Regions from separate parts of the Gossypium hirsutum genome. Here regions 1 and 3 are each linked to region 2. A link is a contact called in public Hi-C data. All regions are on one chromosome and are shown on one strand. Each heading gives the region's core, a stretch centred on a gene start, on an enhancer-like site or on the middle of the called end of the contact. The rest is flanking DNA. Distances are from core to core; before and after follow the strand shown.

What was found. Hi-C and Micro-C count contacts between places; a contact is called where the count stands out from the background.
Region 1: a Hi-C map of leaf shows a contact between it and region 2, with 1.9 times the contacts expected there. The contact joins the promoter of LOC107925341 here to the promoter of LOC107941339 in region 2. A contact is called at or near these places in 2 of 34 Hi-C or Micro-C datasets (both in leaf).
Region 3: a Hi-C map of leaf shows a contact between it and region 2, with 2.1 times the contacts expected there. The contact joins the promoter of LOC107925328 here to the promoter of LOC107941339 in region 2. A contact is called at or near these places in 8 of 34 Hi-C or Micro-C datasets (anther, leaf and seedling).

What each region holds. Positions count from the first base shown.
Region 1 is chrA01:65,171,658-65,174,494 of Gossypium_hirsutum_v2.1, reverse strand. It overlaps LOC107925341 (C-type lectin receptor-like tyrosine-protein kinase At1g52310), which reads right to left and starts at 1,292. Exons shown (of 6, transcript XM_016856012.2): 1 at 757-1,292; 2 at 398-494; 3 at 248-296; 4 at 1-146. The coding sequence starts at 475.
Region 2 is chrA01:65,877,583-65,880,393 of Gossypium_hirsutum_v2.1, reverse strand. It overlaps LOC107941339 (probable serine/threonine-protein kinase At1g09600), which reads left to right and starts at 1,498. Exons shown (of 8, transcript XM_016874894.2): 1 at 1,498-2,811. The coding sequence starts at 2,404.
Region 3 is chrA01:65,214,303-65,217,126 of Gossypium_hirsutum_v2.1, reverse strand. It overlaps LOC107925328 (coiled-coil domain-containing protein SCD2), which reads right to left and starts at 1,263. Exons shown (of 17, transcript XM_041100386.1): 1 at 604-1,263; 2 at 1-73. The coding sequence starts at 999.

The DNA.
Region 1 (2,837 bases), core at 43-2,542, 710 kb after region 2:
GTTTAGTTCTTCAAATGATGTTAGGGCAGCTAAGTGTCCATGATATCGTTTACAATGGATCTCAGATTCATCCCATGATTCCAAACTTTCATTGTACCCAAAGCACTTAGTTTTATTTGGAGCAAGAACCCATCCCGAAGGGCATTCTGCTATTTGACCCAACAAAATGAAACAACTTAATCTTCAAAAAAATGTCAATATTTACCACAACAATTAACAAATTTAACAAATCCAGCACCTTCATTACCCTTATACTTGGAAGAATTGTTAGAAGGTGCAGTCCATCCGTTAGAGGCCTGAGATACCAAAGTGATGACAAAAAGAGAAACATTCAGATTCTGAATGCAAGTTATAAATTCTACAACTTGCATATAACTTTTAGATTGTACAATCTTACAGTGTCAGAAGCCACAAGCAGGACTGCAAAAGAAGCAACTAAGACAATAAATTGCAGGGGGGCAACCTTTACTCCCATCACAACTCTATCTTTAATCCTAGAAACGGGCAAAATAAAAAAGAAAAAGGAAAAGTATCAAAGTGATTCTCTAGCGAAATTATAAAAACAATTTAAAAAAAAACATTAACCAAGTCGTGAGTTCAATGGATTGCTCTTCTCTTTTCTTTAAAAAAGAAACTAAAATATTGGTTATTGAAAAGTAGAAACGATGGCAAAGAAATGAAGATACTTTTTCAAATGCTAAGCAATAAGGCAGGGAATAAAAATAATACGATATACAAAGAACAGCATATACTAACCTCCAAAACCAAAGAGCCAAAAGCTGATCATCAGAATTCCGCTAAGAAACCCTAATGCTCCCTGTGGGTTTAAACTGAGAAACTAAAACAGTATAACAAAATTTTTGGGATCTTCCGGATTTAGTAAATGAAAATATAAAACCGCCTGATATTCAGAAAATGCAATTCTCTATTAATTTCCACAGGGTTTATCAGCAATAGAACTGAGACACACACGGAGAGAAAGAGAGAGGGGATTGAATGAATGGTTGAAAAAAGCAAGGAATCGGTGGGAATGTTTAATAAGAGTAGGAAAGTAGAAAATTAAAAGGCAAAATAGAAAAATAAATGCTAACTGGGCTTGTGCTTTTTAACAATCCATCTACCAAAGATGTAGAGAGCGGTATGCTTTGCAAAGACCGGACTGGCTGTGGCAGAGGTGAAGTGGGTAGTTGCAACTTGCAAGCTTTTAGACTTTTCCACCTTTATTACTCAGTACTACGACTTTACGACCAACTACTATCATATGTAGAGTATACATATATTTAAGCTCGCAAAATCTAAGTTAACCCAAAAGCCAATCCCATATATTTAAATTCGAATTTGATTTTGTTTTGGGGTTCAATTAACGCAAAATGTCATCGCATATAAAACCTAGCATCATTCCCAATCATCATAGGAAAAAGATTGTAATAGATAGATATGCCTCGTCATTCTAAATCTATTATCAATTATTTAACGTCATTTCAATATTTTTTTTATGTCATTGACACATTATTTTGGTAATTTTTTTAACCCGAACCCTAAATCTTAAACTTTGGACTATGGATCCTTGATTTTAGATTTTGGACCTTAGACCTTTAACTTTAGACCTTGGACTCTAGACCCTAGACTATGGACAGTAAACCTTAGACCTTGGACCTTAAACCCTCGATCTTAAACCTTTAGGTCTAGGGTCCAAGATTTTGGATTCAGGGTCTGGGATCCAAGGTCTAGGGTTTAGGGTCCAAGGTTCAAGTTGAAAAATTTACCAAAATGATGTGTCAATGACATGAAAAAAGATGTTGAAATGGCATAAAATAATTGGTAAGAGATACTGGATGATGTAGCATATCTGTTTCATACAGTCCTTCCCCAATTATCATATAATACTCTTCACTTGTCCTGACTCCCAATACGGATGGAAGATGTCACTAAAGCATATATAAATTAATAATCTTGAAAATATTTAAGATTTTAAGCTTTGAAACAATATAAATAAAATCGTAAAAATGAGCTAAAATCAACTTGAATGTTTTGAAATAATCTCAAATCATTTAGAAATCTTTCGTGAGTGTTTAGAGGTGCTCGAAGCAAAAAACGAGCTTCAGATGGCTCAAAACACCCAAAACAATTCAGTAGCACTACCCAAGGAATTAGGTATAAATACATAGCCCACATGTTCTAATATTTGGTGCTATGTATCAGTATCTAGCAAGGTATCAATACATATTTCCCTTTCTTATAGCTTTTCAGCTACTGCTTGTTGATATTAGTGCCCTTAGGTTTTTCATCATATGTAATTTCTAACTTTTTCAAACAAATTGGTTTAATAAAATTCCATCTTTCACATTAATATCATTTGTATTTGTCCTCAATCGTTTTTGCATGCAAAGCAAAATGAACAAGCAAATATTGGCTTGTTGATTACTTACTATTTAACTAATATATATCAGTAAGTAATCTAATGGTCCATAGCCTAATTATAATCAAGCAAATCGGTTAAAAGATTATTATGTCGTCTATCAAGTCCATTTAGGGAGGTACCTTGTCTTGGGTATTAGAGCAAATAACTCCCAAAAGATAGAGACATAGATGTGATTGTCTTGATAGCAAATAAATCAAACAAGACCCAAATAGAATAAATCCTAATTTTTTTATGTATTTATTTACTTGTGATGTTCATAGTTGTAACACCCCAAAATAGGGTCCAGGAGTTTTAGGAGTATTTTAGGAATTTTAGCCTTAGAGTGCTCGAAATTTAGTAGCTTGGTAAACCGAAATTATATTTGACTATGGCATCTTAGCTGTTAAATGAATTTTTTGAATATGTGCTTTAGAAA
Region 2 (2,811 bases), core at 249-2,748:
ACGCAACTGAAGTACAGTTAAATTTGTGAAGTTTTTGGACCAGTAGTCAAAATATCTCAAGGTATAAAGCTAGTTATGGTGCAAATGAAATAGTTTTGCAAAACAAAATAAAATATGAAGTTTTTCGCTAAGTCGTGACATTTATGAAAATATATAATATTCTTTTGTGGTGAATGCAATAACCTTTAGATATAATATTTTGAAAATTCATAAAATATTTAACTTGCGTCTAATGGTTATGGTTACAACCTTTTATGAATCACTATATAGTAAAGTTTATATTAAAATCATTAAAGGATTTAGAATGCTAGAAGCATATTGAAATTCTCGGAAAATTCTTCATTTATATGAATTGAAATAATTTGAATATATATGGTAAATAGTAGTTGAAGGAGGATTATAAAATGATAAAAAAAAACTTATTTGTGTTTTTATAGAAGAATCATGATTAAAGTTTGTTATGATTATTGTTGAAACTCCTGAAGAGATCAAAATATATTTCCCCAAAATTTTTCCTCACTTATGACTTTCAAAAGAATGGTAATATAAATGCTTAGCAAGCATATTCAAATAGTCATTTGAAAAGCTAGTATTCAAGATTGAATATGTAGAATATGAGAAAGTATGTGATGTTTTCATGAGGAGGAATAAATACGCGTTGTACTATTTTTCTCTTAACTGAGGTTTTGTCCCATTGAGTTTTTATAAGGTTTTTAATGAGACGACATATTATGCATATTATAAATATGTGTACTATTTTTCTTTCATTAGGAATTTTTTTCTTACAGGGTTTTTATCTTAGTAAGGTTTTAGCGAGACACATTATCTACCAATAGACATCTAAAGGGGAGTCTTATGAATATCTTATTAAGTGGATGTCCATTAAGATCAAGATAAATTTTAATGAACTTTAAATTTTAATAGTCATTAGAATTAGATCTTCACTCTATTTATACTTATTATGCTTATAAATAGAGACTATGGAGAAACTTTATAAATATTTTGATTTATCAGTAAAAATACACTCACTTTGCTCTCCTATTCTTTTTATTCTTTACTCTCTATCTATTTATTTTATAAAAAAATAATTTTATATTCTTTTAATAAAAAATAAAATACAAAAGAAATCAAATATTATTTTCTCAAAATTTTAATTAGTATATTATTATTTTAAAAGACAAGAAATTGGTCCATCCGACGGATAGAAAACTAATTATATAGATTTATAGGATTGGTATGGATGCATAGAATATAGATTGGGGCATAAAGGGTGAGCTCTAGGCTGAACCCAAAGACTATAACGTTGGTGAGGGCCGAAAATAGGAGTTGAATCCATTAAGTGATGTGTCGCTATCAGCCTGGATCTCCGCCTACCCCGGGGACCACACTCAAACCTCCACTACATGCCACGTTGCACCTCTTCCACTCTCCACTCGTGCGGTGCGGCGCGTTCAACCACCTCCTCTCCTTTAAACATTCTTTTTGTTTTTATTTTCTCCTCTCTCTCTCTCTCCCAAACACTGCAAATTTTCCTTTCACTTTCAAAACAGATCACTCATTCTTCTTCTTCTTCTTCTTCTTCTTCTTTTTTACTTTCTTCTTTCTGGTCTTGTAGAGACTAGAAAACAAAACTCTGATTTTGTTCAATTTGTAAAAAGAGGGAAGAGTTCAAATTATGGACACTATGTTTTAACCAAAATTATATTTTTCAAGGGCTATTCGTAATCTTAGGGCTGATACGCAGATCCGCTTTTATCTCTTTGTTTTGTAAGAAGTAAGAACCAATTGTAAACATTTTGCATTGTTCGAAAGAAGGTATTTTTGTCCAAGTAAAAACCTCTGTTTTCAGAATTTCATTTAACTTCCCCAAAATATTTTTTGGCTAGGGTTATTTGTATCTTTTTATCATACATTTACTTCAATTTTATGTCTCTATCAAATTTAGACAATTACATATTACAAAAAGGTATTTTTTTTCATTGCTGGATTGGTTTAGTTTATATGCATTTCGTTTTAATTGTTTTTGGGTCCCGAAATTTGGTTCATATAATTCACATATTGATCCGTTTCTCGGTTCGTTTGAGTTATTTTCTTCGATTTGGGGATCTGGTTTTTGTTGATTGTACTTTAAGCTTTTTGGGATCTCTCGAATTAGCAATCTGTTTGGGATATCCTTTTGATTTGCGATCTGGGTCTTTCTGATTCACTAGAAAGCTGCATTCCTTTTATGTAATTCAAAATAAAAAATTCCAAACCTTCTTTTTTATCCTAACAATTCCAACATTCAAGAGAGAAAATTAGGACTTTTTTTTTTTTTGAGGATCATTGAATCCTACAACAAGGAAGGGAACTACATTGAATGAGGCAGTTTCCTGATTGGAAAACAAACTGAGGCTATAAATTATGGGTTGCATTTGCTCGAAAGGTTCTCGAGCAAATGAATACGTTGAAAATAACCATGGAAAAAGAGACAAGGCCCACAAGAACTCGAGAAAAACCGCAAAAAAGTTATCTGTTTCCTTTAAAAGGGACAATGTGGTGGTTGAGGCGGATGCCACTGCACGGTTGATCTCGAATCAGCAGCCAAACCACAGTGCCGTTTCAGGGCCTTCGTCCTCTTCTGATGATGAAGAAAAGAAGGCAGCGTTGGCTGTTTTTGAGAGGTCTAAAGGGGCCCCACCCGAGCTGCAAAGGCGTCCAACAACGGAGGCGGATGGGAGGGGTGGACAAGGGCAGCCGAGGATGTCCAGGATCATAAATGCAACTGGTGGCGAAAGAGGTGCACAGGTGGTCGCTGGTTGGCCTTCTTGG
Region 3 (2,824 bases), core at 14-2,513, 660 kb after region 2:
GAAGAGACATTGATGACCTTCCAGTTGATGTCGATCGAACTGATGGTGCTTCCTCTACCAAGTTCCGTGCTAACTAGTCCCAGAGTATCAGATATTCGGGTTAGACCTCCATATACACTAGTAAACTAAAACATCTAGTTTGGAGTTTAACATTAGCAATCGATGCATAAAACATTATTAGATTAACCATTATCCACGCTATTATTTTGCATTTATTAAAATTCTCCTAGTACAAATCTTACCAACAAATTTTTTGATCGTATACAATCTGAATTTAGAAGAAATCACAAAACGTAAAGCAAGAGAATTTACAACACAATGCAACTAATATCAACTTCGTGCCGCATTGAACTCAGAGATCAAATCTGATCTCTCCTTTATTAACATTCTCCTAATACAAATTCCTCAGCAACAAATTTCTCGATCAAACACAAAATCCAAATTTAGAAGAAAATACTAAACGTGTAGCGACAGAACTTAAGACAGAATGCAACTAAAATCAACTTTGCGACGTATCGAACTCAAAGATCAAGCCCTACTTCAAAGAAAAAGCAAACGAGTAAAAATAGAACAGTAAGAATTTAGCAAATAAAGTAAACCTACCGCAGGTGAAGGAGATCTCCCGATCCTCGTAGAGTTAAGAGCGGTTCTATTACCGACACCACCAGCCGTAGCGGCGGTGTTTTTTCTAGACAGAGCGAGAGGAGGTGGAGCACTGTACCGGAAACCTAGATCGTCGCCGTCATCTTCTTCATCGTCATCGTCAGTGGTTTGCGAAGCCATGACCTGAGCCAGCCGCTGAGCCGCAGCTTTCGCGGCGAAGTTTTGCGTGCGCTTTATGCTGGAAATGCCAGTGGCGGAGGAAGAACGCGCGTGGCGGGATTGGTTATGCGCCGGCGACAATGCAGGTGACTCAACACCGCCGCCAGTGCTCCCCGTGCCCGAGTGACTACTCCACCGGCGCGTGTAGCTGGGGCTCTCCGTTCGCTTCCGGTCCATCAAGCCGAAGTTAGTAAAACTGGATTCTATTCTGTTTCTTTTATTCGTAACAACAGTAATAATTAACAATATAATTAAAAAAGAAAGTGAGTGAAGGCAAGCCTAGATCTTAGTGGAAGGAGAGTAGCAAAGAGTAAGACAGAAGATAACCATGTTTTAGAGATAGACGGAGAATTTCTTTTATATATTATGTTTTAAAATTTAAGTTTTGCTTCCCAGGTCAGACTCGGTTTTTTCATTTCAACTGCACGATTTGAATGAAAAACCAATATTGTAAAATAATTTCTCCTTAAATTACATGCATTTGGAAATTAAAATCTAGATTTGAATTTCTTATTTTCTTTAGAAATTTAAAATAATTTAAATTTAGATTTGGATTTTAATTAATTTTAATTTTTAAAATATTTTTTAAAATTTAATTATTTAAGAGAATTTGAACATTGTTGTTTGAACCCGTCTAGACTAGTCGATTAGACCGCAAACCGGTCAGGATAGTACTTTGGAGAAAAGCATTGGATCAGTTGACCTAGGGACCGATATGAATCAATTGATTGGACGGTTGAACCATTTTTTTATGAATTTTTAATGATTTGTTTAATAAAATCATATGGATTGATCGAACCAGTCGTAGGAGTCAAACTGATCGAACTGGTCGAATTGATTGAACCGATTGGGCCAGCAAACGATGGTCCAATTATGGAAATTATAAATTAAAAGTTAGGGGTTTATAAATTAAATTTTTGAAAATTATGGTATAAATGAATTTTTTTTGAATATTTATATTGTATTAAATTAAGTGCATGAAGTATCGCCACTATTTTCAAAATTGAACTGAATGACCGATTAGACCAATTAGATCAGAAATTGGTCGAGGTACTAGTCCAAAAAAGAGGTTAGATTTGTTGACTTGTGAACCAATTAAACTGATTAGACAGATCGAACCGATGGTCAAATCAATTTTTATTTGTAGTTTTTATTTTTAATAATTTATTCAATCAAATCGATTAGATCAGTCAAACCGATTAAATCGAAACTAATAATTTGGTCGGTTTGCCTACTAGTCTAATTTTGAAAACTTTGAGTTTCGTTGATGATATATTATAAGTAAAATTAATTATTTATTATTTGAATTTTGAAATAACTATGAAAGAAGAGAGAACAAATAAGTTCTCATGTTTTTTTAGTTAATTTTGTATTTTGAAAATCCCAAGCTTTAAAATGTATTTTGAAATCCCAAGCTTTAAAATGTATTTTGAAATCCAAAATTTAACTCTTATGAAATTGGACTTAGATTTGCCCAAATTCAAATCCAATTTTTTATTTGTTATCCAAATAAACAATTTGGATTTAAAAATAGGTTTTACTCACGCAACATTCAAAAAATTATATAATAGCCACTAACTTTATCAAGTTATTATATTTTTATCACGTGTCCAATAACTTCCCTTAAAATTAAAAAAAATTATAAAAATATTTTAAATAATTATAAACAATTTCCAAAAAATATATATATGTACCTTCTTTTTTTCCATCGCTAACCCATCATCTTCCTTATTCTTCCTCCCATCCTTACTTTATCGTTGTTTAGTGGTCTTCATCAACTAGCAATGGCACCTATCTAACCATATATTGAATGAGGATGGTAGCTTTGATTTTCAAAATATTTTGACATAACAAACTATTAAGATGAAAATATTTTGATATAACAAACTATTAAGAATTAAATTAGATTTTCAAACTCTTAAAGTTAAGTGAAAACTAATCTAATAAGCTTTAAAATGTTTTCTAGTGTTACAAAATCACAAAAACAAGTTTACAAAATGCA